Linked DNA regions of Mus musculus: all the other regions are linked to region 2. Evidence: chromatin contacts called from public promoter capture Hi-C data. All regions are on one chromosome and are shown on one strand. The core of a region is the stretch at or near the end of the contact, and the rest is flanking DNA. Distances in the headings are between cores, read along the strand shown. Region 1 holds the start of Rnf135 (ring finger protein 135). Region 2 holds the start of Unc119 (unc-119 lipid binding chaperone). Region 3 holds the start of Suz12 (SUZ12 polycomb repressive complex 2 subunit). Region 4 holds the start of Utp6 (UTP6 small subunit processome component).

Region 1 (3,492 bases), core at 660-3,159, 1.8 Mb after region 2:
CACTTATGTTTTTTAAATGACAGAGCCTCATGTGGTCCAGGAGGCACTGTCTTTCTCCTTTCCTTTCCTTTCCTTTCCTTTCCTTTCCTTTCCTTTCCTTTCCTTTCCTTTCCTTTCCTTTCCCTTCCCTTCCCTTCCCTTCCCTTCCCTTCCCTTCCCTTCCCTTCCCTTCCCTTCCCTTCCCTTCCCTTCCTTTCCTTTCCTTTCCTTTCCTTTCCTTTCCTTTCCTCCTTTCTTTTTCTTTTTCTTTTTCTTTTTCTTTTTTCTTTCTTTCTTTCTTTCTTTCTTTCTTTTTTTTCTTTCTTTCTTTTTTTTGAGTCAGGGTCTCTTAATGTAGCCCTGAGTGTTCTGGAACTCACTCTGTAGATCAGGCTGGCCTCAAACTTAACAGAGATCTGTCTGTCTGCCTCCTGAGTGCTGGGATTACAGATGTGTGCCTTCATGCCTGATGAGGTCCTCTGAATTTACTGATTTTTTTTTAATTCCCCGGTCAGAGAAGCTGCAATACAAATTCTGGATGTGTCTCTCCAGAGTGCAGCTCCCTGGGGAGGTGGATCCTCTCTAGCTTCTAAAGTTCTTTGGACCTGACTGCTGAGGTACCTGCTAGAGCAGTGATTCTCAATGAGTGGGTCATAACACCTTTGGCAAACTCCTATATTCACATGACTATTCATAACAGTTGCAAAATTACAGTTGTGAAGTAGCAAGAAAATTATTTTTTAAAGATTTGTTCATTTATTTTATGTATATGAGTACACTGTAGCTGTCTTCAGACATACCAGATCCCATTACAGATGGTTGTGAGCCACCATGTGGTTGCTGAGTACTGAATTCAGGACCTCTGGAAGAGTAGTTGGTTATTTTTTTTTTAAAGATTTATTTATTTATTATATGTAAGTAAACTGCAGCTATCTTCAGACACACCAGAAGAAGGCATCAGATCCCATTATGGATGGTTGTGAGCCACCCTGTGGTTGCTGGGCATTGAACTCGGGACTTTGGAAGAGCAATCAGTGCTCTTAACTGCTGAGCCATCTCTCCAGCCCTGATTTACTTATTTTTTTTTCTTTTTCCATTTTTTTTTTTTTTTGGTTTTGTTTTGTTTTGTTTTTCGAGACAGGGTTTCTCTGTATAGCCCTGGCTGTCCTGGAACTCACTTTGTAGACCAGGCTGGCCTCGAACTCAGAAATCCGCCTGCCTTAAAGGCGTGCTCCACCACGCCTGGCTTCCAATTTTTTGTTAGGTATTTTCTTCATTTACATTTCAAATGCTATCCCGAAAGTCTCCTATACCCTCCCCCCAGATTTACTTATTTTTAAGAAGAGCAAATAAAGACTGAGGCTGTCTTTTTTTTTTTTTTTTTTTTTTTTAATTAATTATATGTAAGTACACTGTAGCTGTCTTCAGACACACCTGAAGAGGGCATCAGATCTCATTACGGGTGGTTGTGAGCCACCATGTGGTTGCTGGGATTTGAACTTCAGACCTTCGGAAGAGCAGTTGGGTGCTCTTACCCACTGAACCATCTCACCAGCCCCTGAGGCTGTCTTTTAATGTCATTTAATGCATATGAGTACACTGTAGCTGTCTTCGGACACACCAGAAGAGGGCATTAGATCCCATTTTTGTTGCTACTTCATAACTGTAATTTTGATACTCTTATGATTCTAAAATGAGTTCCTGAAGCGGACCTTCTTCATAGCTTAAGTTGTTGGGGTTGCGTGTTTGTGGCTAGGCGAGCAGGACCCAACTACTAGAGAGAGATGATTTTTCCAGGCCAAAATCCAGGCAGGTAGCCAGCAATGTCCGGCGCTTTTAGAGGCTGGGGAGAATTAGCAGCTGGGCGGGTCGAGCTGATGGGAGGGGCGGGGCGAGCTGATGGACAAGGCGAAGTGTTGCCGGGGAAGTTAGTAGGACAAGGCGGAACCTAAGGGTGCTTCCTGGCTGTCGCCTAATTATGGCGGCCGTTTGTTCTGGCAATGCAGTCCCCGTGTGGCTGAGCGAGGACGACCTGAGCTGCATTATCTGCCAAGGGCTACTAGACCAGCCCACCACGCTGCCCTGTGGCCACAGCTTCTGTCTCCGGTGCCTCCATGACCTGTGGGTCTCGAAGCGTGGGGCCGTGGATGGCTGCCCTTGGGCTTGCCCCATATGTCGGAAGGGTCCCTTGACAAAGCCCAAGCTGCACAAGAACCCGCTGCTGCAAGACCTGGTGGACAAGTACCTCCAAGCGGCGCGGGAGGTCGAGGCTGGCTCGGAGCCTGAACCCGCCCCCGCGCCGCGTTCTGCGCCCCAGGTAGGAAGCCTGCACCGGACTTCCAGATCTCTTTTTCTGCCACAAAATTTGCTCAGTCTAATCTGTTTTCTGGAGAACCTTAAAAAGTTTATAGCTGTATAAAGAAATACAAAAGCCCAATGTGGTGGCCCCATGCCTGCAATTCCCCGTTTTGGAGTGGCTTGCCCCACAGGGCCAGAGTTACATAGTAAGATCCCATCACAAACAGTTAAAAATCCAAGTCCCATCCACCCGAGGTGTGGTGCACACTTGTATAGTTTTAGTTTTTCCCAGCCTTCTGTGATGTCTGGAGATTCTTAGTGTGGTAGAATGTATGTGCCACAAAAATTGCCATTTTCCCCCTTAACTCAATTGGCCTATTTGTATATTTATTGAGACAGGGTCTAACTAGACTAGACTAGGATGGCATTGAACCTGGGGTGACTCCCTCGGCTTTCCAAGTCTGGGATTACAGGTGTGGGCCACTTGAACTCAAAACTTTGCCTGCTTCTGCTTTTCAAGAGCTGGGATCAAACACAGGTGCCACGACTGGCCATCTGAACAATTTTTTAGTGTACAGTTCGATGGCATCTCTCTTATTTCCAATACTGTGCTTCTGTCACCGCTGTTGCCAAGGTAATTTCATCAACTTAAAAAAGACCTCTGTACCCACTCACTAAGCAATAACACCTGATTCCTGTCCCTCCAGCCTCTCTGTATCTCATCTCTCATAAGCTTTATGTCTGAGTTTACCTGTTATATTAGGTCAGAAAGCGACGCACTGAGACCACCACTCCCATTCAAAGGCAAGAGTGTTTTTTGTTTGAAGAAAGCAAGAACCCTGCATGCAGGGGCCAGCCACTTATAAAAATGGTGACCCCAGACAAAGGGGCACAAGGCATCCATGGGAAACTAGAGGAATTTTATCAAACATTAGGTAATCTAAAACTTCATTAGTGGGTGCTGGGGAAGTTACATGGGTTGGTTTCTGATTAGCTGCTATGTTAGATTTACTATACTTGGGGAGGCCTTGAGGAAATCCCAGGAGATGACTCAGCTCTGAGCTTCCAGAGCCATTGATTATTAACAGCCCATTGTCTCAATCTGCTTCCCTGGGAAACTGAAACTTTTCTACTTCCAAGGTTTTTATTTCATTTTATTTTTTAGGGGACCTCTCATTATACATGTTTCATGTAAATGGGCCCCTTTGTGTCTAA
Region 2 (3,409 bases), core at 131-2,630:
GCCCGTGGGCTCTCTACGGATGGCACTCCACGATGGGCTCCCTTCCCCTCCTAGTCCACTGGCTTGCTCCTCCATGCCTACAAGCCTCAGAAGGTACCCTTCCTGATCTCCATATCTGGCTCGAACTTGAAAGCCTTTGTGTGCCTACCTCTGGACAGGGGTACTTTGTCCTTGCAGCCTGTCAGCACAGCATACAAACGCACTGAGAGGTGAATTTAGGGGAGTACTTGAGTTGAATTGTAGCCCTGTCCTCTCCACTTCTGAGACCACCTCCCTCCTTCCTCAGCTTCTTGACTGGCGTCACCCACTGGGGACAGCCTGGTCTAGGAGGCAGTGGCTTAGGATCTTCTACCTTGTGGCTAAGGTTCCCCTCTACCCTTTCAGAGAGGTAGTGTGGAACAGGAGAAAACATTTCTGACTTGGAACCCAACAGGCCTGAATCAGACTCCGGCTTCTGCACTTAACAGACTAGAGAGCATCAGCTAAGCCGCTCCTCGCTCCTCACCTGAGCCTCAGGTTTCCATTGGTGGGAAAGCACTGATGATGTCACCCTCAGAAAGGGGCTGGATTAAATGTGATAAGCCTGTAAAAGTGTTCTGTATATTGGGCTCTTTAAAAACATACATTAGACTGTTATTAAACGTTGGTTGAATATGAGTTGATATGGATGACCATAACTCGTTCTTGTGTGAGAAGCAGACTGACCTGTTCTAGCTCACCATGTGTTCTTCCTGCCTCCCGTCCTGAGCATCCTGGGGACGGCTCGACACCTGGGCTGTGCTGCCTGCATGTTGTAGGGTGCCTGCGGATTGTAGGGTGCCTGAAGCAGCTTTTAGCAGGAGTTCTAGTGGGGAGTAGCTTGAGCCAGTGACAGCCCTGGGATAGCAACTCAATTCAACAAAGGAAAATACTGGGTGGGTACTGGCTGCAAGGAGCTGTGTGGTAGTGCTAGGGTGTTACGAGGAACAGTGTATAGAGCATCTCTGCTTTCATAGAGCTGACCTTTGAGGAGGAAGGGTCAGGGAACAAGCAAGAATTTCACTTAATGTATTACAAAAAAAAAAGGGCTGGTTAGCTGGAAATTGAGAAGAAGTACTTTAGAACTGGGTGGGTTGAGACCTGGGCTGAAGTCAGGACAAAGGTATCAGGGAAAGACCTTGAGGTTGGAACCCAGGAGAGAAAGAGGAGAGGTATTCGGTAACTACATTGTCAAAAAGAATCTACATTGTCAAAAAGTTCACAAGGACCCCCAGGATTCTGGCTCCCCCGCTGGAGACGCCAGGCGGTGGGCGGGGTATGTGTGACCCGCCTCCCGTGGGCGTGACCAAGGCGGGACGGCACCTGGGGCCCGGCCGGGGGTGGGGCGGCGGACGCTCCCCCTTCCCCTGGCTCCAGCCGGCGCAAGCAGCGGCGGCGGTGGCAGCGGGCGAGGATCTGCGGCCCCGCGAGGCCATGAAGGTGAAGAAAGGCGGCGGCGGGACCGGGTCGGGGGCGGAGCCCGTTCCAGGGGCCTCGAACCGGAGCGCGGAGCCCACGCGGGAGCCTGGGGCGGAAGCTGAGTCCGGGTCCGAGTCGGAGCCGGAGCCAGGCCCGGGGCCCAGGCTGGGGCCGCTGCAGGGCAAGCAGCCCATCGGGCCGGAGGATGTGCTGGGGCTGCAGCGGATCACGGGTGGTGAGCACCGGCGAGGGAGCGCCACCCGCGGGCTGGAGGGAGAGCGCGGGAGGGGGCCCACGAGGCTCAGAGTCCAGCCCCCACCCCTCCCCCACGCAGTGCCCCTCCTCTGTATCCCCTTACTCTCTCTCTCTTTGCCTCCAAGCCTGAAATCTCTGTGCTCTTTCCCTTGGTCTCTTGATGCGCCCCCTCCTCTCCTTGAAGTGGCTTCTTTTCACCCCACTCCTTCTTTTTCAAGGGGCCCACCCCTTTTCCCATGGTGGAGGTGGGGCAGCAGCTGCATCTGTAACCCTTTCCCCAGTGGAGTCTTCGGAACCCTTTGAGGGTGCTCGCACAGAGGAGTGTGCCTCATTGCAGGCTGTCTTCAGTGGCCACATCAGGCTAGGTGGAGGCAAGGAAAACCTTCAGGCTCCCTGACCGACCGTTATAGCCCTCACTCTGCTTCCCCGAGGAAGGCTGAGGCCATACTCTGCCCAGGAACATTGCTGATACGGGTGCTTCCGTCTGTTGGCTGTGGGCCCTGTGATGGAAGCAAGTGCGTGACCCCCCTCCCCCCAAGTCAGGACTTGTTCTTTTTCCAGGGCTCTCTCATCAAGGGAAGGCTAGTCTCCACTGAAACTGAGTTTCTGAGCTGTGCTACCTGGATTAGAGTCCCAGAGTTTGCCCGGAAATTGGCTGTGTGACCTTGGGGATGTAATTTCATTTGCAGGAGCATGTTTGCTTTTTTTTTTTTTTTTTTTTTTTTTTCCCATCTGTAAAATGGGAACAAGAACAATGTTACCTCCCTCAAGGTTATTGTGAAAAATAAAGCCAGTCTTCTGATTTTGGACAATGTTTGGCATGCTGTGCACGCTGTCAACAGGGTTCCTTTATCAACAGTGTTGGAAGCTACATAGGACTGTTCAGAGTGGCTGCCTGCAGGCAGATAAGTGATCGTTCAGGGCCAAGGCAGGCACCGCTACAGACAGTGCACAAGGACTAGAGAGTCTTCTGGCAAAAGGTTGGCTGAGCCTTGAGGAATGGAAGGTATTTGGAGAGACAGTGGCGGGTTGCCTTGGAATGGGTAGGTCACCAGCAACCTGCTCCGGCTCCACTTGTGAGCTTAGACTTCCCTTCTCTGGGATGGACACGGGTGCTAGTGTGGAAATAAACCCGCTAGCCTCAGGAGCAGCAGAGCCCAGGGCTCCCAGACAGCTGTGGAGGGGACCAGGATGACAGGCCTGAGCTTGTGCATCTGGGTCCCCAGGGGCCTCCCTCCTCCTTCCAGGGCTAGACAGCGGCATTCTTGGCTAGACTTCCCCAGCACTTGCTTCCTTGGCCAGGCAGCCCTCAGTGGAGGGAGGGGCCTTGACCAGGCTGATGTGGAAGCCCGTGGGCTGCTGCCTTTTGCAACAGGAGACCTTACAGCTTAGCTTGGCCCTGTGCGTTGGAGGGCAGGTTCACTGGCCTCTGGCCTGGATAACTGGAGGCTTATTTTGCAATGGAGGAAGCTTCCAGGTGAAGTCACAGCATGTGTCTCCCAGTCTGGAGGAAATGGCATAGCATGTGGAGGATGAGTTAAGACAAGTGCCTCTTTAAGAGCCCTTTTCTGTGCAGGATTTGAAAACAGGGTTCCAGGCCTCTCCACCTTGCCTGCATCTTGTGACCCTAATCACACAGGGCTGAGGTTTGCTGTTTCTGGATTACCAGGCCTTGAATCCAGATTAGGAAGCTATTTCTGTCCACAAGGACGAGAGC
Region 3 (3,154 bases), core at 540-3,039, 1.6 Mb after region 2:
ACTGAACCCTGACAAATGATGAAGAGGGAACATTTTGACAGCTATATAGTTGTCACATAGTTAAATTAGCACTCTAGTTTGTAATGCGATATTTTTGGATTTGCTTAGAGTAATTTAATTATTCAGACCCTGACTGAATTTCCTAACGCTATAAAGCAATACCGCAGCTAAAACTCCAGAAACCTCGGTGGGGTGGCATTCATCAGAGACGTTCTTCAGAAACATAAGGGGGAAAAAAACCCACCATATACCTATTTTGCAGTAAGAAATATTCTTAAATACAGACTAGTATAATGAGAGCATTCTAAAGTTTCTTCTTAATATAAAACATAACGTGGGGTTGGACTTACAGCTCTGCAGTTGAGAGCACTGGCTGCTCTCTCAGAGATCTCTATTTGATTCTTAGCACCCACCCTAGGCCTCACAACCACCTGTGACTCCATTTCCAGGAGAGGCAACATCCTCTTTTGGCTGTAAGGACCGCAGCATACGACCTTGGTGTAGACTTAGGCACAGGGTTCCTCTGTATAGCCCTTGCTGTCCTGGAACTCACTTTGTAGACCAGGCTCGCATCAGAAATCTGCCTGCCTCTGCCTCCCAAGTGCTGGGATTAAAGGTGTGTGCCACCACCACCGAGCATAAAAACATTTTTAGAAAGTTAAAATATAAGCAATATAAGCTGGTTATTTTGTCTAACTTGAAATCCAAGTTATTCAGAGTAAGCCAATTTGTACCAACAGACTTAGGTCGGGTCTGTTTATCTTTTTTTTTTTTTTTTTTTTTTGGTTTTTCGAGACAGGGTTTCTCTGTGTAGCCCTGGCTGTCCTGGAACTCACTTTGTAGACCAGGCTGGCCTTGAACTCAGAAATCCGCCTGCCTCTGCCTCTGGAGTGCTGGGATTAAAGGCGTGCGCCACCGCCCAGTTTATCTATCTTTTTAAACAAGACACTCAAAACACAGCGTTCCTCACAAGCTTTTGGCAGTACAATAAATAAAACTTCAAGAAATGTCTTTACTTCGAATCACCTATTTGTCTCAGAGAAAATGAAGTATCTACTTTGCTCGCATCGTGTTGAGAAGCCACAACCCAATTCCACAGAATCCCAAAACCTCACATCACTTAACAAAACAAAACCAAGTCTCCTTAATTTCTGAGAAACGGCCGCCACAAAATAGGTCGCTCCCTTTCGTAGGCGAGCCCTTCACGTCCGACAACCCAGTGGCTGCGCTAGGGGATTTCGGCCATGGGTGGCTTGGGGCACGTGGCGGCCAGGGGATCCGATCTCCTCCTGCCTCAGTGGAGATGAGACTGAGCACACAGCACCCCCGGGGCAGGTCACTTCCTGAGACCACACAGTCTCGGGATCCGCGGTGGACCTCCGCTCCTTTCAAAGGCCCCTTCGCCTTCAGTTTCTCAGTCACCCGCCTCTCTCTCCAGGGGACCTCTGCCCCCCTGGGGGCGGCGACTGACGAAGCTCTCAAGGCGAGAAACGGCTCCCAAAGCCGCTCGCGAGTCCCCCTCTGCCCACAATGCACCGGGACGAGCAGGAAGGCCGCTCCGACCCCTCATTTTCCCGCGAATTCAGTTCAAAGAGGCGTCCGGGCCCGCGGTCGGCAGCGCGCACGGGCCAACCAAGCCGCGCCTCCGCGAGAAGCGCCTCCGCGTGACTGACGGGGGACTCTGCGGACCAACGGGCTGGGCGGCCCGGCGGCGCGCGCTCCCGCCGGCCAATCAGAGCGCCGGGCGGGGAAAGTGGGCGGAGCGAGGCCAGGGTAGGGTGAGCGGCCTCCGAAGCGGAGCGGGGCTCGGAGGAGACACTTTTTTTTTTTCCTCCCTCCTTCCCTCCTCTCCTCCTCCCTTCCCTTCCCCTCTCCTCCCCTCTCTCCTCCTTCCCCCCTCGGTCCGCTGGAGCCTGCTGGGGCGAGCGGTTGGTGTAGCAGGCGCGCTCACTCTCCGGGGCCGCCCGGCGGGTAGCTGGCGGGGGGAGGAGGCAGGAACCGCGATGGCGCCTCAGAAGCACGGCGGTGGGGGAGGGGGCGGCTCGGGGCCCAGCGCGGGGTCCGGGGGAGGCGGCTTCGGGGGTTCGGCGGCGGCGGTGGCGGCGGCGGCTTCGGGCGGCAAATCCGGCGGCGGGGGCTGTGGAGGCGGCGGCAGTTACTCGGCCTCCTCCTCCTCGGCGGCGGCCGCGGCGGCGGCGGCGGGGGCCGCGGTGTTGCCGGTGAAGAAGCCGAAAATGGAGCACGTCCAGGCTGACCACGAGCTTTTCCTCCAGGCCTTTGAGAGTGAGTGTGAGCGGCTTCGAGGGCAGGGGTGCCCCTCTCCGGCGTTCGGGGCACGGGGCACTCCGCCGGGTTCTCGGAGAGTCCACTTGCTTTGGGAGTGGAGGGAGGACTCGCTGGGGAACGCCGGGGTCCCGAGCAGGTCCCTGACTCCCGGAAGGGTCGCCCCGGGGCCCCCAGGTTCAGAGCAGCCTTGGAGGTGGGGACGTGACGGTTGAACTGAGCGCATATAGATCCCGAGACGAGTTGGTGTTTTCGTTTGTGTCTTCCTTACTCCACAAGTACAGGGATTATAGTTGTAGGTTTCGGGGGGACGAGACACAGCCTGTCCGGAGATGAGTGTTGTAAAGCCGAGGAAATTGTCATGGGTCTGAAATGCGTTCGTACCCACTCTGGCTGCGTGTGAGTGAACACGCAGCATTTGAAACCTTTTAAGCTTTTCAAACCTTTCCGCCCATTTTATGGGTGCGTAGACTGAGAGAGACAGAATGGGGCAAGCGTCCTCTCCGTGGACAACCTTGGAGTTGTTTCTTAATTCCAGAACATTTTTTTTTTAAATCCCGGTTTTTCGTTTTAAAAGATGCGTGGAGGGCGAAACTGACTTTTTTGGAAAGGGGATCACACAGTGCCTGGAAACAAACAATAGAATTTATAAACATTATGACTATAAATAAAATTGTTACTAAGTGGGCATTATATCCTGATGGTTTTGCACCTCTTTTGTGTAGATAGTGGAATTTAGCAATCTTCTAGCTGGGTATTTTACGGCAACTTGAATGAAGTCAGCTTTGCCGTTGAATCTCTTTATTTACACTATATCCGTGGCATATGTTATGGGCTTTGGTATCAGCTGTGCTTGGAAAGACGTTTTACA
Region 4 (3,574 bases), core at 161-2,660, 1.6 Mb after region 2:
ACTTACTCTATGCTGTTACACACTTACTCTATGCTGTTAAGAACATCCACATACAGTTTTAAACTTTCAGGAAAATCACCTCAGTTGCCAAGATCATTACTGTTCCCACCAGCAAAGTAAATAATGCCTAATGCTTTTTATTATTTATACATACTAACAAAGATTTCTCCTCCAAATTTAGGCTACTTAGGGGCTTGTCTTGGGGTGTGTGTGTGTGTGTGTGTGTGTGTATGTATACATTCTCTAGAATCAAACTCAAGGCGTTGGCATGCTAAGCAAGCACTCTGCAATGCTCTTAGCTTCAATGCTTAGGTTTTTGTTAACCAAATCTCTATCCTAAAATCTTGGGTCTATTTTCAGCATGTAAATTCTTAAAACCTAAATTGTCTCTAACTAAATATTACGACAAAGGAGTGAGCATACATGTGTTCTAAGAAAAACAGAATACTCAAGACAATATTTAAGAATGGTAACACATTTAGCACCGCGCCCCCCTTGTTTTTCCAGACAGGTAGCACTCACAGGGATCCGCCCACCTCTGCCTCCCAAGTCCTGGGATTGAAGGCCGGTGCCCTGACTCCGGGCAACATTTAGCACTTTCTAAGCGTCCTCGCGGTGTTTCCTAACGTTTTTCTTTGCGGATCCTACACTCACACTACTACTGCACTTTTATCTAGAGTCATAGAAAAGTAAACTGTTACAGAAAATCACTAAAAGTAACTGATTTTACCAAATTACCAAATGCCAACTATATTCCGTGCCCTGTGGCAGAGCGCTAAAGAAGCATAGGAAATGAATTGAATGGTCTTCAGTCTATAAGTTTAGTTAGGGAGACCTACCCACTCCCCCTGGGCTTCCGTGGCGCTGTACTCGACTATCTAAAGCTGTATACCCCAAACTTTTAAACTATAACCATTTTCTAATCGGAATTCTCCCGCCATTCACACTGCCCAGTATCCTTGACGGGCTAGGATCCTGGCTGGATCACCTTTACGGCCGCAAGACCCTGACCATTGGATGACGGTCAGTAGGAAGGGTAAACGGACTGATTATGGATCGCATTGCAATACGTTAAAGTTGAATTCTGACCGTGGTCAAATTCCAGCCACGGACTTTTCCCTCTGCTAGCATGGTAGCTACAAACAAACTCAGAAAAGTCAGCACGCCGGTCCCCGCCACACACTGGCCTCAAGCTCCCCTCCGGCCTCCCCGCTCCTTCCTCTTCCCTGATCCTCTCTCACTTAATCTCCGCGTGACTGAAGAGTCCGATGCGCTCCAGCTGTTCCAACTCCGGGATTCGATCTTCTATACGTTCCTGAATTATCTCCGCCATGAGGCTGGAACTTCACAAGCAGCCGGGCGGCCGATAAGCGTAGAGAACAGCCACCTTTCAGCCTCACTCTTAGTGATTGACTGAACGTGCTTCGTAAGTCCCGCCTTTTCCGCTTCCGCCATTGGGGAGCCCCTCTTTTCTAGCGAAGCCGCTGTCGCCTCCCTGTGGTTGACTATAGGATTGCAGCAAGAACCTTTTCCGGTCTGGGAATGCATCTTTTGCGGGGGCGGGGCTGGGGGCGGGGCTAAATCCTCGCGCCTCGGAGACCGGAAAAAGCTCCTCCCGGAATACCTGATAGGAGCTTTAAGTACGCTACCTGGAAGTCATTTGTTTTTATCATGCTCCTGTCGCAGGTTCTCGCTTCTCGTCACCGAGAACACTGAAAACTAAAAAATGTAACTGAAGACGATATTGTTAATTATGCAAATTCGATGAGGCTCTAAGGCTGCGGACCAGCTGCCCTGGTCTTAGTCGGCTGGCTTCACGAAACCAGTATGGTAACCGTGCATTTTCACGTCCCAATGAAAGCCTCTGAATGGTTGGTTCTTTTTAAAATGGTGAGAAAAAATGTATTATTTAAATAATTAGGGCCATCGTGCTACCTAGCCTGGCAACCTAAATTCGGTAGAAGGAGAGCACTGACTCCTGCAAATTATCCTCTGATCTCAACACGCGTTCTATGGCGCGTGTGCCCGCCCACGTGAATACACACACGGTTTTTAAATTAAAAATAAATATCTTGACCTATGTAGACAAAATACTTCAAAATTTTAGGCACTGGATAAATAGCAGAAACTGTCATTTGTTTTAGAAAACAATGAAAAGTTTGAAAGTTGGTGAAATAGATCAATATTTACACAGATCTTCCTTACAACATTGTCCAAGCAAATTAGTGTTTCTAAGAGATCCACCTTGGAAGCAACATTGCTGTATAATTACTACCACCTTAAAAAAAAAATCTGTGGTTCCCTTCTCTGTTAAGTTCTGGAAGATGATAAAAAGCCAAAGCAGGGCTTCTTGCTAGACCTGTTATTAGAACACTCACGTCGTTACCCCGGTCTTCTACGTGATTTATGAGAGGGAACTAGACTTCATAGTCACCCAGAGCCACCCAGCTCCTTGCTTTCCTTCCCTTTCTGTTTCACATCTTGTCCCACTGGCCTCAGAACTGACACAAAGGTCAATGTGAGCTTCATCACTTCCCAGCCCTTTCAGATCTAAGATCTGAGACATGGAAGGAAATCATGTATGTAAATTAAAGATGCAGTTTCCTTGTAATAGTAACGCAGGACTTGTTGTTATTAGTCAGAATGGGGATGACTGTGAACAGCAAGTCCAGTGTGGGCAGGAAGCTTGTAATAATAAAAAAAAAAATCAACAAATAAATGCGCAAGTGTAAGGCATTTATAACGTTTCTTTAAGTTCAAGGAAGTCAACAAGCCTGACAGATTGTAATCCTTCCTTTCCAGACAAATTTGACAGAGAGTAATGAGCTAACTACAGTTCTTTGTTGTTTTTTTTTTTTTTGGTTTTTTTTTTTTTTGCTAACTACAGTTCTCAACTGTGCTCTCCACTGTTGTTTTGATATTTAGCTGTTATACTTATCTTGCCTTAAGAATTACTATAATAAAAATGACAAAATCGTCTCTTCACCTCAGCCTGTCATAATAACAGCTGTCTCACTATGTGCCCAGTACTATGAGCAAGGCTGTGATCTTCATGTGAATCACATGAATGTTTTATTTTTGGTTGTGAGCCTAGCCTTTACAGGCTGAGCCATCTCTCCAGCCCAGTGTTTTATTCATTTAGCTGACCCTGGTGGTGAACACCTTTAATCCCAGCATTTGGGAGGCAGAGGCAGGTGGCCATCTTTGTTTGGTTGTTTGTTTGGTTTGGTTTGGTTTTTGAGATAGTGAATCTCTTATGCATACCAGGCTGTCTTGGAACTCTCTCTGTAGACCAGGCTGGCCTCTTATTCAGAGATCCATTTACCTCTGCCTCCCCAGTGCTGAGATAAAGGCATGCAATATCACACACAACTCTATTTTGTATCATCATCATCACCATTATATCAACCTAAGAAGGCTGAAAACACCTACTAAGGAATGGGGATGGGAGGGGACATCTAGTTCAGTGGGCTAGTGATAGAACACAGACAGTCCTAAGCTCAATCCTCAGAAACAGTTCACCCCCCCGGAAAAAAAAAAAGGAAAGAAGAAAAGGAAAAATTACCAGCCTTCG

Evidence for each region. Promoter capture Hi-C pulls out the DNA fragments that hold promoters and counts their contacts.
Region 1: a contact with region 2 is called in a promoter capture Hi-C map of pre-B cells, with 2.5 times the contacts expected there. The contact joins the promoter of Rnf135 here to the promoter of Unc119 in region 2. A contact is called at or near these places in 2 of 39 promoter capture datasets (the C10 cell line and pre-B cells).
Region 3: a promoter capture Hi-C map of pre-B cells shows a contact between it and region 2, with 2.8 times the contacts expected there. The contact joins the promoter of Suz12 here to the promoter of Unc119 in region 2. A contact is called at or near these places in 4 of 39 promoter capture datasets (the C10 cell line, liver and pre-B cells).
Region 4: a contact with region 2 is called in a promoter capture Hi-C map of liver, with 5 times the contacts expected there. The contact joins the promoter of Utp6 here to the promoter of Unc119 in region 2. A contact is called at or near these places in 4 of 39 promoter capture datasets (the C10 cell line, hippocampal neurons, liver and 1 more) and 2 of 115 datasets of contacts at active chromatin or transcription factors (astrocytes and large pre-B cells).

What each region holds. Positions count from the first base shown.
Region 1 is chr11:80,181,960-80,185,451 of GRCm38.p6, forward strand. It overlaps Rnf135 (ring finger protein 135), which reads left to right and starts at 1,910. Exons shown (of 5, transcript NM_028019.4): 1 at 1,910-2,296. The coding sequence starts at 1,958.
Region 2 is chr11:78,342,115-78,345,523 of GRCm38.p6, forward strand. It overlaps Unc119 (unc-119 lipid binding chaperone), which reads left to right and starts at 1,381. Exons shown (of 5, transcript NM_011676.3): 1 at 1,381-1,672. The coding sequence starts at 1,453. Pigs (phosphatidylinositol glycan anchor biosynthesis, class S) reads left to right here. Exons shown (of 12, transcript NM_201406.1): 12 at 1-662.
Region 3 is chr11:79,991,317-79,994,470 of GRCm38.p6, forward strand. It overlaps Suz12 (SUZ12 polycomb repressive complex 2 subunit), which reads left to right and starts at 1,790. Exons shown (of 16, transcript NM_199196.2): 1 at 1,790-2,283. The coding sequence starts at 2,004.
Region 4 is chr11:79,960,977-79,964,550 of GRCm38.p6, forward strand. Utp6 (UTP6 small subunit processome component) reads right to left here and starts at 1,411. Exons shown (of 19, transcript NM_144826.3): 1 at 1,242-1,411. The coding sequence starts at 1,333.